Linked DNA regions of Mus musculus: region 2 is linked to region 1. A link is a contact called in public HiChIP or PLAC-seq data. All regions are on one chromosome and are shown on one strand. The core of a region is the stretch at or near the end of the contact, and the rest is flanking DNA. Distances in the headings are between cores, read along the strand shown.

Region 1 (6,930 bases), core at 3,009-5,508:
TTTGAAGACTGAGTTCTTGCCAAGCGTTGTGAGGTGTGGAGCAATGGCATGCATGTAGCAAATGTGACCTAGAATGTTAGACGACACGCAGCATGATTTATTCAAGCTTATGACATACAATCCCAAGTACACAGTATACAGAAATTTATGTAGATGAGATGGATTAAAGTCTTAGGAAAATTTCAACAGTATTTCTAACAGCCTAGAACTGAACCCAGACTCCTATCAGCAACACGGCTAAACAAACTGTTATATATTGTTACAATGGAACACTGAATATTCATAAATTAAAGGGAACAAATTACAGCTATACGAACCCGAACAACATATGGATTACAGTCAGGTTGAGCAAATATGGTAAGCATAACAGATTACACATTATCATTCCCTCTATAGAACATTCACAAGAAAGGGAAAAACTAAACAATGTACTGCTTAGGGAGGAACACCTGTGACAGAACAATGACGGACGCAAGGAAACGAGTACCACAAATGCCAGGGAATGTCCACTCTCCCAGAAGGGAGACTTGTTTAGGAAGGCCATTACAGGGCTTTGGAGGATTAGCAAACTCCATTTATTGGCCTGTTTGACTGCTTACATGGTAGTTTCTTTGATAATTACACCACACAATTGTCTTACATGTTTAAAGTATATTTCACAATAATGCTTAAAATGAACTGATATGCTATAGTGTGTTTTTAGAAATTTTGCCTGTTAATCTGTTATATAGTTTGACAGTAGAAACCAGTGATGTGGGATAATAAAACATTGAGTAGTTTCTCAAACAAGCTCCCTTTCTTTTTCCTTTTTTTTTTTTTTTTGACACAGGGTTTCTCTGTGTAGCTCTGGTTGTCCTGGAACTCACTCTGTAGACCAGGCTGGCCTCGAACTCAGAAATCCGCCTGCCTCTGCCTTCCGAGTGCTGGGATTAAAGGCATGCACCAACACTGTCCGTCAAGCTCCCTTTCAAGGGAAAAGTTATAAACCTTACACAGAGATCCCTTTGTCCCACTTTAACACAGTATACAGATCTTGGTGATAAACTGGTGAGTCAGGAGAAGAACTGGGTTACCTGAAATAAGTTTTTCTGACTTACTTTTCAGAAATATGATTAAACGGATATATCTCTCCTCTAGATTCACAGACAACACAAGGATCTGAAAGGATATAGAACAAACTGGAGAGGTAGGAATTTTGTCCTCTCCAGCAGCCAGTTGTAGAACAGCTGCTTGCTCCTGTTACCAGGCAGGACAGGGACGTGAATGACCTTACTCAGTAAGTTTAATTCCTGAGCAGGCTGCTCAGGGCTCTTGTGAGTGCCACTCTGACCCTCAGCGATGATCTGACACTCTGCATGGTGCACTCCTCCGAAAGCATCCTTGGCTGCACAGCTCTGACTCTGAGGTGCTCAGCTTCCCAAACCCCTATACACCTGTATTTTATTTCTTTACTTCCTACTGTAAGGAAGAGAGTTCAACAAAAGGATTAGGTTGGAGCCATGCTGGCCTACTGTTTATTAATTGATCTGATTCCCTGTGAATCTTATTGAATACAGCCTGTGAATGGATCTTGTCTGTAGACAGTCAAACCCAGGGTACTTAGGGCAAGTTATATGACTCCTGGGATTTCAGAAGGACCTGGTGCAACTTGTCTCTCCTTGCTTTTGTGGCATCCTCCTCTTCCCTTCACTCACTCTTGTTTTTGTAGCCTTTGAACAAAAATGAACCCTTGATTTATCAACATAGGCATTTTCTTGATCTACTTTGCACGAAGTGGTAGCAGCCGTGGCATAAACCTGGGCTTGCTTCTTAAATGCGGACAGAGCATGTTTGGTCCAATCTCCCAAGAAGGGTGGAGAGACCCGAAGCACTTATGATAGCCATCGCTGTAGCTTCCAGAGGGACGGGGTCCAGCCACACAACTGTTTCCCTTCATCTTTGCTGCTGCTTTAATCTCACTGTCACACCACTAAGGAGGGCAAGTAAGTTCGTAACAGATTTCTGAGCGCTGTAGTTCTTTTATCTCGAAAATTCTTTTATTAGAGAACCACAGCTTACATTTCATGAGTTTTTCCTTAAACATTTCCTAGCCCAGAATCTGTAGGACAAACGGCCCAATAGATTTATTAATAACATACTCCCCACAACACACACACACACACACACACACACACACACACACACACACGAGAGAGAGAGAGAGAGAGAGAGAGAGAGAGAGAGAGAGCGCGCGAGAGCGCTTTGAAGAAAGACCTGAGAGGCGCCAAACTCTTTTGAAGATGGTTAAGGGGCACTCTGTTGACAAAATCTAAAAAGCTCCAAAAAATCCAAACAAGCAAGAATTACTTTTAAAAGGGGGCTCGACTACATTCGCCCCTTGAAAACATAGAAATCCCCTAAATAATATCCTAGATGTTGATTCTCTTTCAGCCCTGTTCCCCAGTCCTGCCAATTCGCCTCCTTTCCCACAAAACTCTGAAGTTGCGACTCTGAAGAAACGGCATCCTTTTTCTTTCGTGGCAGGGGGCGGGTGGGGGTGAGGAGGGAGATGTAGTACAACTTGTTTCTACGCTTCAACTTACAAAACGCGTGCGCTTCCACTATCACCTCTGAGTCCCGCTATTGCTGTGCTAGAGGCATTAATTCATTCATTCACTCATCAAACCTTCGTAGTGCACTACTACACACAATGCGGCGCAAGGTTTCACCCCACGCCAAGGGAAGGGTGGGACGTTCGCTCCCGGGAGCAGGTGCAGCCACTGGCTGTAGGTTAACTTTTCCAGCCGTCTCTCGGTTCCAGGATCTGCTCCGGGCCAAAAGCCTCACCTTCGGGTGTTGCGCGCCCTAGCCCGATCCCGGGCCTCCTCATTCCCAGAGGAGCAGTCCGCACCTGCCCCGGAGGGAACGGCGACAGAGCTCCCTCTCCGCGCCGCCCTAGGGTCAGGGGTAAGATCAGGCGGTAGCTTAGGCTCGCCTGGGCTCCTCCCCTTCCTCTCTTCAGTTCTGACGCGGCCGTAGAGGCGGCGGCGGCAGCGGCGGCGGTAGCAGCAGCAGCAGCAGCAGCAGCAGCAGTCCCGCGGCCCGAGGCGCACCCACCCGCTCGCAGATCGCGACTTCCTCTTCCCTTGGTGCGTCATCAGAACGCGCCGCAGCCTCCCAGGGCGGGGTGGCTGGAGATGGGGAGAAGAGGCCCGGAGAGGAAGGCGCAGAGAGGAAGGGGAAGGGAGGGGGAGGAGAGCGGTTGCTAGGCGACTTACGTCATCGCTGGGCGCCACTCTCCTCCCGCCCCTCTGTGGAGTGAGGCGAGAGCCCCGCACAGAGCGAGAGAGAGACAGAAGCTGAGCTTCGGGCGCTGCCGCCGCCGCCGGGGAGAGCGTGAGAGCGAGTGAGTGAGCGAGCATCCGAGAGACCCGGCATCCGTGCACTGGCCGCCGCCAAGACCTTTGCCGCAGCCCGGGCCATCGGGAGCCGCGGCCGCCGTCGGCTCCCCCCCTTACATTCCCGGCCGGCAGCGGCTGCTGCACACGCCGAAGCCGGAGCCCCAGCCGGAGCCGGAGCCGGAGCCCGAGCCCGAGCCCGAGCCGGAGCCCGCGGCCGGGGGGCAGGGAGGCGGCTGCCGCGGGTCGGGACTCGTAGCTGCTCAGCCGGGAGAGGACGCCCGCGAGGGGCTGGGCTTTCTGCCTCGTCCCGGACTGTGGGACGAAGGACCCCCCGAGGTGTAGGGAGGGGGTCCCGGCCGCCGCGACACATGCGGGAGCCGGGAGCGGGGGCGGCGCCGATCCGAGCCCGCCGGGTCCCCAGCCTTGCCGCTGTCCACACCAGCCGCCCGGGGCCGTAGCATCCCATAGCGGAGTGTATGAACCCCGGCCCCCAGCCCAGGAGCCACCTCCGGGCCGGGGGGGCGGGGACCCCGATGTGAAACGGCCGCGGCGGCGTGGTGAGCGGCCCCGGCGCCGCTGTCCTCTCCTTCCCCTCCCCTCCCCTCCACCCCCTCTGGGGGGGCTTCTCTTTGGGCCTGCCGCCGCACCCCGGCTCCTCGGCGGGACTCCAGGAGTTCTCGGCGCCCCCTCCCCGCCCCAGCCCCCCAGGGCGGTGGGGCCGGGGGGGAACCTGGGGGGCCGGCTGCAGCCTCCGCCCAGAGGAAACTTTACCCAAACAAAATCTTCGAGCTTTCTGATCGTGACTGTCCCGGGACAAGTGGCCCAGGACGGGCTGAAGCCACCACAGTCTGCAGGGACCCAGGAAGAGAAAAAGCGGTGAGCGAGCGGGGCCGCCACCGCCGCCTCTATCCCAGCAGCGCGGAAGAGACCCGGGTAGCTGCTTGGTGGAGCGACGCTAGCACCGCTTCTTCCTCAGTTCCGCGCCTAGCCAGCCTTCCGCAGCTGCCCGCCTCAGCCCGAAGGAGGAAGGGAGCCAGCCACATTGTCAGCGCCACCGCTCGACTCTGAAGCGTGAGTGGACCCGGGGGAGGGGGACATTATAAGGTGACAAGTGGGAGCGGGTGGGTGCTTTGATGCTGGAGTTCGGCTGTTCCTCGGGAGGGTTGGCAGTGGAAACCTTTCCTTTCTACCAATAGGAGAAAGTGTCAGTTTGCAGGAGTAATGCAAGTACTCGGAGTTTTTTCTTAGAGCAGCTGTGTCTCCAGAGTGGACACTTGCACCTTTTTGGACACTAAACTGAGAAAGCCTATGGCCAGCTCTGTCCCATGCCTTTTCCTGGCAACCTTATTCTGGCAGTGGTTTTTGTTTCAGGGAAACTCCCATGGATTCCCACGTGGGAATCACTTGAATCAACCCTTAATTTTTTTTTTTCCTTTCCTAACTATTGTTTTTGAAGTTGCCTTGGATGGGAAGACCAGATTTCATTTTAGTGCATAGGGGAGTTTGGTGCCCCCAACGCTTTATTTCCCAGGTCTACAGAGTCCGATGTGTAGGGTGCTTGCATGTTTCAGTTGGCTCAGGAAAATCCGAGTTCCTAAGATGCACAACCCACTGAAACTTATTTCAGGGAGAGCACTTAATAAATTACCATTTCGTAAAAGTTGCTGCAGCGCTCTCTCTCTCTCTCTCTCTCTCTCTCTCTCTCTCTCTGTGTTGAGGGAGAGAGGGAGTAATATGTTTTAAGTGGTAGCACATTTTTACTAGGTTTCTACTAGGGACTGGAAGGGCATGCATGCAGCTGTTTTTATTTGGCTCTACTTGTCGACCTTGAGACTTTATACTCTTTTAGGAAAACATTTAGCACTCTGAGTGTTAAATTAGAGGTATAGAAAAGTAATGCTCACATATGTAGGTTAAGCTGACCATCCTAAGGCTTAACGTACTGTAGGATTTCATGTAGCAAGGAACATAGGTAGTAGTTTAAGACTGGAATTCTGGTCTATCCAGACAGCTAAATGTGGGCAGAATAAAGATGCTCTGTAGAAATGACTAGAAACTTGGGAGTATCAATTTATCTACCCATCCATCCATCTTAATTTCTCCATTGAGGGTCATGATTAAATTTGTTTGAAAGTTTTTCACATTTCATGTTTGGGACCTGTTCTCCCCTCCTCTTTTTAAATAATGAACCTCCAAGTTTATCATTCTGCATTATATAGCAATGTATTTCTCTTTGACCAGCCTTCTCAATCTTTCAGGATACAGTTTGTTTGAGGAATGCTAAAACACTGTGAATTTACCTTACCTTGCTTTTATAGATTTTGTTTAATCTCTACTATCATCTGTCCCAACTTTTCTTTTCTTCAAGACTGTTTTTCTATGTTACCTTGGCTGTCCTGGAACTATCTCTGTATATCAGGCTGGCCTAGTGTTCACAGATATGCACCTGCCTCTGCCTCCTGAGTGCTGACTGGGATTAAAAGGTATGTGCCCTGACTGCCAGCCACGTCACAGCTTTTTTGAGTAGCTCCCTCCCCCAACCCTCATTTCTTTGGATAACTTTGCCCTCTTTTTGGATCTCCTAGCCTTTTTTTTTTTTTTTTTTTTTTGTTAGATACTTTGTTCTTCATATGATTTCATGAGACACTTTAAATTTTGCTTAAGTGGGAATTAGTATGAAAATATTGAATGGTAAATTTAACTTTAGATTTAGAATAAAACGTGTTTTTGGATCTGCTAACCTTACTTTGCTACCCTGATAAAGTCATATATTCCAGTTTTGAAAAAGATGATATTTGAGAAACTTAGACTTTAATAGTTTGCTTCTTGGAAAGGAGGAGAGTGGTACTTTGAGTTTGTACTGCATCTAATCAGAGGACCTGCTTTGTGTGTAAATTGGTTTTAAATTATGGAAGTACTTTACTGAATGTAGTAATAACAAGACATTTGCTATTTTCAGTCTTTTGAGGGTGACAGAGACAACCAACTACAAATTGCACAAAACTTTAGGAAAGGTTGAACTGGTGGGAAGGCTCTGTGGGTAAAGCTGCTTGTTGCAAGTCTAAGGACGTGGAGTCTGTCTAATGCCCAGAACCACAGGTGGACAGAGAAACTAACCATACAGAGTTGTTCTCTGACCTGTGTCGTATGTGTGGACATGTGGTGGTAGTACAGTTGTAGTAGTAGTAGCAGTAGTAGTAGCAGTAGTAGTAGCAGTAGTAGTAGTAGTAGTAGTAGTAGTAGTAGTAGTAGTGTAGTAGCAGTAAAAAGAAATACATTTCTTAAAAATGTAGGAAAGGGGACATATATTACCATTATTACTCATAAGATCACTCTGTGTCAGGGAATGCAGTTGCACATTTTTATTAGGGAAATACTGATTTTGGATGACCCAGGAATAATTGGAGTGTCTGAGCCAAATCTTGGAAAGGCTCTTTCAGGAAGAAAAGAACATACACAAACAAAATGTTAAGGGCTTAGCGTCAGAATAAGTAAAAGATGAGATCTAATTAGGAAGTTAGCTTGGTAGGAATGCCTACTGAGGGAGGGA
Region 2 (6,930 bases), core at 1,289-3,788, 43 kb before region 1:
AAAGCTGAACCACTGTCAGCCAAGTTCGGAATGTTAAGACAAAGGACAAGAGCAGGCCCAGGGGACAAGGTCATCGCACATCCAGGAACACAGGCACACCCTTCTCCAGAGGGCCAGTTTAATAAGCTTCCATTTGTATTTTAAAGATTTAAGCAGCAGGCGTCCTCCCAAGAGAGTGGTCACTTTCAAACTACACTACATTCATGTGTGGGTCATAAAATGTATGCTGAGTATCTACCAGCATTTATTAATGAGATAAAAAAAGCAAATAGAATAGAAAGTATCTATTGCCACAGAAGGGGTGGAGTGGTCTGCTTTGGTTATGGGTACATGTACTACAAAGCCCTCTGAAGTCCAGAACATATGGACATTCCCCCAGGAGCATTTCTGTCTCCTCCCTTTTAACTTGGTCCTTCTGGTGTCAAAACTCCCTCCTTAATATGTTATCAAAAGCACTGGGCCAAAAAGCAGAGCACAAGCCCAGCTGAAGTTTAGGGGTCAATCTAAGTTGAAGATAGTACTTCACTTCTGATCCTGATAGCTCATTCTCTGAACGTTTGCTCCCAAGACTGTGATGGTCATGGTAGAACCATCAAGAGGTTATACATCCTTACTCCTGTGATGAAGAGGGTGTGAATCAGCTGGGATAGCTGGTGTTTGTCCTCTTTGACCTATAAGAGTTGCCAGCCGGTGTATCAGTCTGATATGGTACTGGCAGAGTCTCCTGGGATGCCTTCTTCAGGGCTGTACCAGCAGATTGATGAAGCTGGTAACAGAGGCACATGGTGGTTGGGGTAAGCCAAGGGTTACATTTGTATTTTCTTTGCTGGACTCTGGCTTTCAAGCAATGGGGCTTAGTACCTGGTAGCTGCCTGGAGCTGAAACCATTGTGCTTCCATGTCAGCTGCTTCTCGTGTGCTTGCGCATCTCTGTGAGCAAGACTGGTTTACACATACCAGAAATATTTTTTGCTTTTATTTTCCCACTCGGCAAGATGTTTCTTTCATCTTAGTTTTTATATATTTTTTCTGAAGCCAGTGGTTTCTGGTTGTTTCGTTTTCACATCTGTTAAGTTTGGGTTTGGGGTGGGGTTGTTTTGTTTTCCCTTTCATCTCCCCTCTCCTCACCCTGCCTTCCACATATATTTTTTATTCTCTTAAGACAGGGTTTCACCTTGTAGCACTGGGCAGCCTGGAACTCGCAGCGATCTGCCTGCCTCTGCCTCCAGACTATTGGGATTAAAAGGTCACACTGCCCTGTGCTCCTATTACTAATTCATGAATCAAGAGAGCAGGACTGTCATCCAGCATTTGGTAAACTAAGGTGGGAGGATCATGAATTCCTAACGTGCCTGCGCTGCATAGCAAGACTGCAAGACTAAAAGTAAAGAGATCAAGACAGAGGGAGGGGAGAAAAAGAGAGGGGGAAAGAAGGAAGGAATGAACGAAAGAAGAATGAACAATGTAAGACATTTCTTTGTTTGCCAGATGTGGCTGTTCTCATTAATCCTGTCCGAAGGAGCAGAGGCAGGAGGATTTCTGTGAGTTCAAGGCTACACTGATTTATACAGTGAGCTCTAGGACAGCCTGGGCTAGAGAGTGAGACCCTGTCTCATACAAACGACTACAGAACCCCTACTTCTTGAATTTTTGTTAAACAGAGAGTTTGTGATTACACTTTCAGATGGAATTTCTGACTGGCTCTTCCCTCCTTTTTTAAGTGGCAGAATTCTTAATGGGAATGTGGGCCTGATTCCTTCTTAAGAGTGCCGGGCACTCTTAAGCCGGGCAGTGGTGGTGCATGCCTTTAATCCTAGCACTTGGGAGGCAGAGGCAGGAAGATTTCTGAGTTCGAGGCCAGCCTAGTCTACAAAGTGAGTTCCAGGACAGCCAGGGTTACACAGACCAAACATCTCTATATCGTGCTACTGGGTGGTGGGGACTTGCTTAGAGCAAGTTAGGTCTTCCTCCTCCTCCTCCTCCTCCTCCTCTTCCTCCTCTTCCTCCTCCCCTCCTTCTGTCAGCATCCTGGTTGAAGGAGGTGAACAGTCTACTCAACCATTGGCCTTATTCTTATTCTTGGTCCCATGCCACCAGAGGCCCAAAGCAACACAGTCATGTGACCACTGACTGAATTTTTTTTAAAACCGTGAACCAAGTAAACTTTTCTTTTTAAAAGTTGATTGCCTTGCTAGGCATTGATGGCTCATGCCTTCATCCCAGCATTAAGGAGGCAGAAGCAGGCAGATCTCTTGTGAGTTTGAAGCCAGTCTGGTCTACAGAGCGAGTTCCAGGACAGCCAGAGCTACATAATGAGACTCTGTCTCAAAACAAAACAAAGCAAAACAACAAGAAAAAAAATGTTGATTACCTCAGGCATTTTGTCACAATGACTGTGACTAATATAGGGAGGAAAAGGGAAGGAGGGTGTCGTCACCTCTATTGAAGCTAAGAGCTGGGGGTGGGGTGTGGAGGAGGACAGTGACAGAGGCTCCTGGTCGGCAGAGATAGACAGATAAGCTATGGGGGAGATGAGGGCTGCCTCAGCAGTTCAGGATGCCAGCACTGGTCCTGGACTGGAGTGCTTATCTGCAGGGCAGAGCCTCACCCTGGGATCTGAGAATGTGCCATCAAACTGTTCAGGCAGATGGCAGAGCTCCAGGGCAACCTCATATTTCCTTGAAATGACCTACCCTGTAGTTAGCACTTCAGCCTGAGCCTCTGACCTCCCTTTAAAAGTCTGAGCTTCCAGAAGCTTCCTCGCCTTTTTTATGTTTCACGTCGAAGAAGACAAGTTGTCCCTATGTTACTCGGGTTGCGTGGAACGTGGGATCTTCCTGCTTCAGCCTGCTAAATGCAGAAATTGCCTGCATGTGCCACCAACCACATCCAGCCGAAACCTCCCCGCCTCCAACCCCTAGCCTAAAGGCTTCTTCAATCCCTGTGAAGAAAGCGAGTACTTCTTTAAAAGCCTTACATTAAACTTTATGTAGGAAAAAAAATGAACGCCTAGACACCAAGCGGGCATGGGTAGCGTTCTTAAATGCTCATCGCAGACCAGCTGTGAACCTTGGGCTAGCTAGCAACTGCTAGTTTCTAAATATGAAAATGGAGAAAGTTATGGGTTATTTTGGATTGTTGTGAGAATTACATAAAATAAAGTTCATAAACTCCAAGGCTGGATGGACCCTCAGTTAATGAAACCAACATGTGTGTTACAGTCTTTCTCATAGCAGCTCCAGAGAAACCGAATTAGAACCCACAACTCCTTTAGACCCAGTGCTAGTGGCTAGCATAGGAACACTTGGAGCACAGGCATGGAGTTTATACCTCAAGATAAGAAATTAAAAAACAAAAAAAACTTTTTAGGAAAATAGTGAAAGAAGTTGTTGCTTAGAGAGCAGTACAATCCTGTCGACATCAAGCTAGCTACATAGCTGGCTTTCGTTCCTGCGTGGCTACCACTGTGAGAGCTCTATCAGCACTTTCTCTTCCGTGCTGGCTCCTCTGTGGAGGCTGAAGGAGTTTTTGGAGGAATGGCTAACAGTCCTATAAGTGTCTCCGACTTGGGGAGTATTTAGTCTGATTTGAGCTTTTAGTTTGTTTTGTTTTGTTATGTTTTGTTTTGTTTTGTTTTGTTTTATTGAAGTGCTGGGGATTGAACCCAGAGATTCGTGAATACAGAGCGAAGCATGACACACCGTGCCACTTCACCAGCCGTAGTCTGTTTTCTGTTACTAACAAAAATGTCCTTATTTTATTATCTGTTTATCACTTGCTTGATACATTGCTCTGTGTTGATTATTCTTAAAAAACAAACAATCCAATGTACAGTAATATTCAGAAACAGCATAGGCCTAATAAGCTAGTAAAAGAAATCTTTAAATGGGCTGGGGATGTGGCTCAGTGGGTAAAGTTGAGTACGGAGCATGTGTGAAGCCCGTGGCTGGGGAAGTGGCTCAGTGGGTAAAGTGAGTACAGAGCATGCGTGAAGCCTGTGGCTGGAGCTGGGACTCAGTGGGTAGAGTGAGTACGGAGCATGCGTGAAGCCCGTATCTTATTCCCAGTACCACCTTGACCATATGGTGGTGTATGCCTGTCAGCCCAGCACTGGGGAGCTAGAAGCAGGAGGATCAAAACATCAAGTTCATCCTCATTAAAGAGCAAGTTTGAGTCCAGCCTAAGCAACATGAGGGCCCAATCAATAAATTAATTAACCAACTAAAGCAACTGTCCGTGTGCCACCTAAAACCGTCTTGTGTACCACCAGTGTCATAGCGAGGTGACCCACATGGACCCATACACTGATTCTGTGAGCCCCTCATTTTGTAGGTGGACATCACTGAGCACCAGGCAAGTGGAATTACTGGCCACAGAGTTCCCAATCCCATTAAAAAAAAAAAAAAAAAAAACTGTGGTGTTAAGTAATTTTGTAATTAGAACCATGTAGGCTGGGTGTATAGCTTAGCGTGCACAGGGGGCCCTTTGGTGCAATCGCAGCAAAACAAACAGAGCCTCTAGGTTTTTGAGTTGTACCAACTTTCCAGTTTTCCTTATGCCCCACAAGATTTGAGAGAATGAGCCACATAAGGGTTGGCCTTTATGACAAAGAGAACATGACCTGTTACATAGATTCTGAAAGTCCGTGGAGTTGGGCCAGAAGACAAAGGGCTGGTTCTGGTCATTTGTTTCAATTTTAATAACCGCAGGAACACAACCCAAAGTGGAAACACATTTACCTTTCTGTTTGTCCTGTTTCTTGAGTTTGTCAGGCTGGCCCGATTAAGGCCAACAGCACTGGCCTCCTCCTGACCCCGGAATGCCTTGTGTATTGAAACCTGAGTGTTAGTTCCTGTTTGTACTATTGTACCTTGTTAGAGAAGGCGTTTCTATTCTCCAGAGAGGGAACAATAAGCTACTGTATGTTTGCTCTCTAGAGTTCATTTCTTCATGTTTTCATTAGTTTTATTCATAAGATTCTATTAGAGTCGATTGTTAAACAGCTGGAAACGTCCCCAACAAAGGACAAAAAGGTTCTTCAATAAAACAAGAACAGCCCATCCCCTGCCCAGACTTGAAGGACCATAAATTAGTGTAATAAACTACAGAGTATAAGTAAGAAGCTTTTCTTCTTAGTCTTCTAGGGACCTGGAGCTTGGGACTCTGTGTCTGAAACTAGGTCAGCAACCTAGTTTAAAAAAAAAAATCTTACTAAACACGAGTTGGAGTTTGCTGCTTTGAGAAATTATAGTTCTGTCTAGTTAAATTTTAACCCCACATGCTCATTTTGCTGGATTCAGGTTATCTTGCACAACTTAGAACAAAAGAATTTTTTTTGTAAAGTTGTTAATCATAGCCTCTATTAAAATATTCCCCTTTAACATTTTCTGGAGATCATGGTAAAAAGAGCACTTTCCGGTTTGTCCTGCAGATTTCATCTGATACGGGTCTACTGGGGCATCATGTTTCTTTAATCCTCTGACACCTTAAGAACCTTTCCCTTTCAAGGTTGAATCCAAGAAGGTACCTGACTGTAAGTCCACTTTGCTCCCTTACTACTGAGAACACATGAGGCCCAAAGGACAAAACTTCAGAATGTGCCTGGCCACGTGATCTGAAGCCAAGGACACAAAAGCAACCTCATTGCTTAATATTTATTAAGAATTAAGTTTTCAGAGGGAGCGAGCGAGTCACCAACAAAGACAGAAGCACAATCAGACCTCCATCACAGCAGAGACTTGGCCCATACGTTGGAACAAGCCTTAGTCTTTGTGTGAATTGTACAGTTTTAAATAAAGCACCACGGAGCTAGTCATTCTGGAGGAGGAGAAAAGAGTCTTTTGGAAAAACTTTGGATGTATTGAAAACACATGCCAAACCCTTCCCTGGGTTTTGCAAAGGGTTCAGGCTGTGGCGTGTATGAGCTTTGCACTGTTTTTAAATCCTAGTTTATAAGTCTGAAAACAGGTTAAGGAGGTAGGAACAGGAATTTTGGGGAAAATAATTGTTTTCCAGTACAGTGGGTAGCAGGCAGCTGGTGGTCATCCACCTGGCCCCACCCACCCCTTCAGGATGTTTGCCCAGTTACTCCCCTAACACAGCTAGCAGCGTTGGCTCATCTTTGAATTCTTTAAACAAGCAGCCAGCCATCTCTCCAAGGCACTGGACAAGTATTCCCAGAACAGGAATAAGTCCGTCTATTACCAGTGAATACCTCATTTGTTCCATAAGCATCAAGACAATTTCCTAACTGTTTATTCGCTGCTGGCTCTCAGAAACTGAAAACTCACAGACCAATAGCCATCCCTTTCGTAACCCTTAAATTAGGTCTGAAACAATAGAAGGCAGGAGAAGTTTTCTCTCCTCCTGTAGACGTGTGGAGGAACTTTTTAAGCAAATCTGTGGAACCCTCCAGGGAATGTCACACCTGCCTGGGCAGCACCCCCAGACACTGGCACCTGAGGAATTCTTATTTGCCATGGACAAGAACACGCCTTTCAGGCTAATGCATCTCTCTGTGCTTACATTTAAAACCAAGACAGAAAGAAGAGACTGCTGATTTAGAAACAAGAGCCTTGTTCTGCCTGGGCCTCTGTGAATTACACAATTTTAAATAAAGCAATATGGGACATTACAATAGAACCAAGACAGGACAGTTTTCTGGCAACATAAATGCATTAGAACCACATGTTAAATGTTTTCCTGTGTGAATGGGACCAGACCTCTCCTCTGTCCTCTGGTCCCCTGGGCTGTTTCTCAGGTACTCCTTGGATCTGTTGACATGCTTGACCCCCATCTGGTCCCCCTCCTCCACACCTCTCATCCCCACCTGACTGTGTTTGCATTTTCAGGAGTCTGAGTTCTCATGCAGGGCAGGTTTGCCTGCTCAGAGGCCATGCTCTGGCATTTCTTCGATGCTGGTTGACTATCA

Evidence for each region. HiChIP or PLAC-seq counts read pairs in DNA pulled down with a chosen protein or histone mark.
Region 2: a contact with region 1 is called in an H3K4me3 HiChIP or PLAC-seq map of bone marrow-derived macrophages, with 3 times the contacts expected there. The contact joins the enhancer-like site here to the promoter of Fbxw7 in region 1. A contact is called at or near these places in 1 of 39 promoter capture datasets (macrophages), 1 of 15 datasets of contacts at CTCF or cohesin (CD8 T cells), 17 of 484 Hi-C or Micro-C datasets (CD4 T cells, CD8 T cells, the G1E-ER4 cell line and 10 more) and 10 of 115 datasets of contacts at active chromatin or transcription factors (CD8 T cells, the HPC-7 cell line, the SCID.adh cell line and 6 more).

Annotation. Positions count from the first base shown.
Region 1 is chr3:84,811,319-84,818,248 of GRCm38.p6, forward strand. Fbxw7 (F-box and WD-40 domain protein 7) reads left to right here and starts at 4,259. Exons shown (of 14, transcript NM_001177773.1): 1 at 4,259-4,451. It overlaps Gm35486 (predicted gene, 35486), which reads right to left and starts at 3,115. Exons shown (of 1, transcript NR_165832.1): 1 at 1-3,115.
Region 2 is chr3:84,769,668-84,776,597 of GRCm38.p6, forward strand. The region is part of intron 2 of Gm40079 (a long non-coding RNA gene); the gene reads left to right. Among named protein-coding and RNA genes, the nearest start is that of Gm40079, 28 kb to the left of the region's middle. Within about 2 kb of position 2,539, at least 55 of the 459 cell types and tissues checked have an H3K27ac peak or open chromatin away from gene starts, as enhancers often do. A contact at or near this core is called in CD8 T cells, the G1E-ER4 cell line, the HPC-7 cell line and 8 more, where this site is marked.